2 separate regions of the Sus scrofa genome follow, and region 1 is linked to region 2. Evidence: chromatin contacts called from public HiChIP or PLAC-seq data. All regions are on one chromosome and are shown on one strand. The core of a region is the stretch at or near the end of the contact, and the rest is flanking DNA. Distances in the headings are between cores, read along the strand shown.

The links. HiChIP or PLAC-seq counts read pairs in DNA pulled down with a chosen protein or histone mark.
Region 1: an H3K27ac HiChIP or PLAC-seq map of skeletal muscle shows a contact between it and region 2, with 8 times the contacts expected there. The contact joins the promoter of ZNF330 here to the promoter of INPP4B in region 2. A contact is called at or near these places in 2 of 2 datasets of contacts at active chromatin or transcription factors (alveolar macrophages and skeletal muscle).

The regions. Positions count from the first base shown.
Region 1 is chr8:86,035,344-86,038,043 of Sscrofa11.1, forward strand. ZNF330 (zinc finger protein 330) reads right to left here and starts at 1,395. Exons shown (of 10, transcript XM_021101553.1): 1 at 676-1,395.
Region 2 is chr8:84,810,723-84,813,422 of Sscrofa11.1, forward strand. INPP4B (type II inositol 3,4-bisphosphate 4-phosphatase) reads left to right here and starts at 1,360. Exons shown (of 30, transcript XM_021100673.1): 1 at 1,360-1,602.

The DNA.
Region 1 (2,700 bases), core at 145-2,644, 1.2 Mb after region 2:
CGCGGCTCAGATCCCGCGTTGCTGTAGCTCTGGCGTAGGCCGGTGGCTATGGCTCCGATTCGACCCCTAGCCTGGGAACCTCCATATGCCGCAGGGGCGGCCCAAGAAACAGCAAAAAGACCAAAAAAAAAAAAAAAAAAAAAAATCCGAGTGGTCGTTAGCTGAGACTTAAAAATACAGACAAACCAGGCCGAGAGCTTTAACTGAGTAAGTGGTTACTGGGAGTAACGTCCAAGTCCACTAGGTCACTCTTCCAGTATTTAAAATGACAAAATACACAAGGTGAAAAAAATGTGTACTGCCCTGGCCAAAGGAGTTCATAAAATAATCACAGGGTGATCATCGAATGAATTCCTGCGTCCCCAGGGGTGAACCCGCTAAGTTGAGCCTCCTTTTTTCCGCCTAGTTTGTTTTGTAAACTTTAAGAGTGAATTCTATTTCTCAGCCTTATATGGACTTAAGCCCTTCCCGAGGACGTGGCCCGTGTCACGAAATGAGGAAACAAGCCCAGGGTGCCTGCAGCTTTGGAGGTAAGTCTGCAGCCCGAGGACCCTGCGGGGCGCAGGGGGCGTCCAAAGGAGACGACGTAGGTGCCACGCGGCTGGGGGAACCAACAGCCGGCCCCCGCCCGCGGGGCACCCTCCCTCGCGCGCGCTCCGGGCCGACCTCGCTCACCCTCGCAGGGAGGCCGGGCTCACTCCGGGGGCCGAGGGGCAGGGATAGCGTGAGGCCGGCCCGCAGCAGCACCAGATTCTATTCCTGGACCACGACTCCGGGTGGAGAAACGCTACTAAACCCACGGAAGGCGGACCGAGCAGCTTCAGGGTACTGAGAGCCGGACCGGATGTCCTCTGACGTAAGCAACGTCCTCACGGCCGCACGTCGACAGGAGAGGACACGCCCACTTCTGTTCGCTCCGCCCCGGCCCTCCCTCTCCCGCGGAGGGCGGAGCTCCCAGCCCTGGGCAGAAGACCTGACCAAGAGGGAAGATGGGGAAACAGAAGGAGGAAAAAGATGGGGAAGGCCTCCTCAATTTTGTTTTTAGAAAAGGAGAAATCTAAAGGAAGAGACAAAACTAAGAGGAAAAAACTTCTCCATGAGGGCTTCATCAAATCTCCCCTTTCTCAAACTTCTACCACTTCCACTTCCTCCATCAGTTTTAGAAGATATTGTTCCCTCCTATCTCATAGAGAAAATAGAATAATATCAGTAAGAGCTAAACAATATCATTTTGTGCTCCTGGCCTTCTAATTTCGTTACATGTATAGCATTCACTCCTAATTTTACATATGATGAAACTTGGGCGAAGAGAATATGCAACTTGATTCAATATTACACAGAAGGTTTAGCTTGTCATATCATCTCTTGTAGCAATTAAACTTTCTTAAAACTTTTGGTCTCAGGACCCCTTGAAAACTCTTAAGACTTGAGAATCCTAACAAGTTTTTTTATGTGGGTTATACTCTACTGATGTTTATCAAATAAAAAAAGATAAATTTTTAATGTTTACAAATTTATTAAAAATTATATTTATAGGAATTCCCGTCGTGGCACAGTGGAAACGAATCCGACTAGGAACCACGAGGTTGCAGGTTCAATCCCTGGCCTCAATCAGTGGGTTAAGGATCCAGCATTGCCATGAGGTGTGGTGTAGGTCATAGACATGGCTCGGATCTGGCATTGCTGTGGTGTAGGCCAGCGGCAACAGCTCCACTTGGACCCCTAGCCTGGGAACCTCCATATGCCGTGGGTTCAGCCCTAAAAAGACAAAAGACAAAATAAATAAAATAAATTCATTCAAAAAAATTGCATTGATAAATCTATCACATGTTAGTATAAATAGCATGTCTTTTTTTTTTTTTTTTTTTTTTTTTTTTTTTTTTTTGTCTTTTTGCCTTTTCTAGGGCCACTCCCGTGCCATGTGAAAGTTCCCAGGCTAGGGGTCTAATCGGAGTTGTAGCCACCGGCCTATGCCAGATGCACAACAACGCAGGATCCAAGCCACATCTGCAGCCTACACCACAGCTCAAGGCAATGCCAGGTCCTTAACCCACTGAGCAAGGGCAGGGATGGAACCCGAAACCTCATAGTTCCTAGTCGAATTCATTAACCACTGCACCACAACGGGAACTCCTAAATAACATATTTCTAAGAAAAATAACTATATTTGCTCAAACAAAAAACGTAGAAGAGTGGTACTGTCTTACATTTTTGCAAATCTCTTTAAAGTTTCATAGAAGGCAGCTGAATTCTTGTATCTGCCATTTAATTGAGAAATGTTTCGATGTTTCCATTTTCCCTGTGGAACCCAGCAGGACCCTATGAGGCCTTCCCAGAGTAGACCCCACACCCGTCCTCCACCTGCCTTTTTATCTATAGAAAAACTATAGTCAAAGAATCAATTTAATCAGAGAAATGAGATAAAACAGAGAAGAAGTAAAACAGTCAAGCAAGACAGAATAATAATAGTTTAACCATTCAACAAAATCCAGGATCTTTAGATCTTCCTCAGAGACTATAGATAATATTCTGAGCCATGTCCTTAGAGCTGTTTTGCAGGTGCCGAAGCCCCCACAGGGCAGAAGAAGTTAACTGTATGCTTCCCACAAGCATGTAGACCACAGACGGGGTTGGAACCGGAAGCTTGATAACACTGACTCCCAATGACCTCACCATCAACCAATCAAGAAAATGTCCACT
Region 2 (2,700 bases), core at 110-2,609:
ACAAACAAACAAACATCAAAGTCTCTGCTCTCATTGATAAAGCTTCTAACCTGCTGGCTGGCAGTGAAATGCTTGCGGAGAGAATGGATGCCTAGAGTAGGAAGTGACAGCAGGGGTGACAGGTGGGGACAGCTACAGCTTCCCACTTGGTGTAACATTAAGCCCTGACTTAACCCAAATCGATGTTACCATCCTAACTTTGGGATTCCAGTCTCTCTGCGTGGCAAATGTAACCTGAGCATACTGGTATTCTCACTCCGCCTTATTATCTTTTAAAAGTGCCCTTACCGAGGGTGCTTGCCTGGACTGGGGCTGGCATTCCCAGCTTTACCATTACCTTTGAGCAGCTCAGTCAATACCTCTCCACGAGAACCGCCAGGTGGCACCTGTAAGGCGCAGATGGGGAGAGGCATTTGCCCCACACCCCGCAACCCGGAATAGCCAGGCAGCTTGCCTTCGCCCGTGGGCTTGTTTGCGAGGAAGTGAGGGAGTTTTAGCCTCGGTTCAGACTGCGCGATTACGTACCCTGTTTTCCTGACACCCAAACAGACAGAGCGTAGATTTGTCTCCACGCGCCGGGGCTGCCAAAGGCGTGACACACGCCTGTGGGGAACAGCTCGGCCTCAGTCCCCGAGCAGAGACGTGGGGACTGCGGCGGGTGGTCGGTGGGCTGCGCTGAGCTGGAAGCCTCGCCATTGCCCAGGTCTCCTCCGCCCTAAGTCCGGGCCCAGGCAGAGGAGTAGTAAGAGAGACAGGTCCCAGAGTGGTGGCAGGCAGAAGTCCGGGGAACGGGGCGGGGACGGGGGGAACGTCGCTTCCCTACCCTCCCGGACTGAGCCCGGTTCTGGGGCGCCCCCTTTCGCCGTTTAAAAACCCCTGTGGTTTCCGTGGCCCCGGCCGCGGCGTGGCGGCCTCGGGTCACCTCTCACCACCGCTCCGCAGCGGTGCTCCTGGCAGCACAGGCTAGGGACCGTCCCCGCTGGCAGAGGGGCCCAGCAGAGGGTCGGGGTGCGGGGTGGCGGTACACAGAGTGAGCCTGTTGGGGTCATTTCAGGTTGGGCGGCGGGGACATCAACTCCACTCCATCGGTAGTGGGAGGCGAGCTGCGCCAGCTGCGCGACTCTTGCTGCCGTCGCTGCCTCTGTTCGGGCGCCGGTGACATTGGGAGGAGACCGCTGGGAACCAGCAGAAGAGGAAGAGGAGCAGGGAGGGGTGGGATTGGAGGGGCGGGGGGGGTGCGGGGGGAGAAAGTAGCGATTGTGCCAGGGGAGCATGTGAGCAGGGGAGAGGCGGCCGCGCCGGCGACAACTTCTCCGGGGCGCGCGCGGCGGGGCGGGGAGCGAGCGGGGAGCGCGGCGGGAACCCGGAGCCCGAGGGAGGCGCGGGCGCCTCGGGGAGCAGCCGCTCGCGCCCTGCGCCCTGCGCCGCCGCGCCGCCGGCTCGCTTCCTCCGGGTTCCCAGCCCGGGTGCTGAGGCTCCGGTCTATAAATAGCAGGTTACAGCTCTCGCTAGGCGCGCACACGCTCACCCGCGAACGCCGGAAAGTCAGGCTAAAAGTGTCTGCTGCTGCTGCTGCCGCCCCCCACTCCGCCTCCAGGAGAGGTAATTACCCGCCGGGGCTCCCAGGGCCGGGTGGGGGGTTTGGCCAGGGTGGTCTGGGAGGCGGTGGGGAATGTGTCAGGCGTTGGAGCGGGTCTGAGAGCGGGGTGGGGGGGGTCACGTCCTGGCGGGGGGTGGTGAGGGAGTCTTGTTTGGCATTAAGTTTCTCAGCCTGGCAGCCCCGATAGCCCCATACGGCCCTCGCGCCTAAGGGGTGTGGTGCGCTGCCTCTCCTCGGCAGCAGGAGTACCCCTGACCCCCGCGGACACTCTGGCCCGGCGCCGCTCGGTCGGGCCCACGCGCGGGTTCACGTTCATCCTCACCCCTTCACACTCACTCTCAGGGCCCCGGGTTAACTCCGAGCTCTGGCCTCGCTGACCTTCCAAGGCTGCGCCCACCCTCGCGGTCCCTTTGGAGGGGCTGCGGTGGCCAGAGGGAGGGGGGGCTCGCTCTCATCCCTATCCCGGCCACAAAGCTGCCAACGCCGCCCGCCCCGGGAGAAGTCGCCTTCAGGGCGAAGGGTGGGGGTGGGGTGGGGGTGGGAGTGAGGGTGCTTGATACTGGGGTCTCAGTTGCCCCGTTTTGGGCTTTTCCTAAAGAGTCCCTGTCATGACCACCCTCGTTCCACTCCCAGCAACTCAGCCCGCTACGTGTCTCTTCTTGGCAACCAGACATCACTTGTCCTCCCACAGAGAGGTCCTTCTAAAGGGTCAGAAAGCCAGGGCCATGACTTGAAAGCGCGGTGGTGGTGCTGCTGGTGGTACTGTGTGTTGTGGGGGGAGCATCGTTGTTTGAAGTCTGAAAACTGCGCTGCAGGGTCCGCGAGCTCTCAGGGCACCTCTGGCACGGAGCACCCAGGCCAGGGATGTTCGGAGCTAGGGGTCGTTCCTGAAGGGACTTTCAGGCTTGTCGCTGGGACTAAGACCAGGATGCTGGAGCTCCAGGTACCTGTTTTTGCCCCTCCCTTTGCCTCTGAAATCTCCTCCCTGTTGGGGGGTGGTTTCTGTCCCTAGAAGATGGAGAGGCACCAGCAGTTTCTATTTGGGGACTAGAGGTTTATAAGGGTGAGGATGTGCATGTTGATGAGGTTGTTGCTGCTGC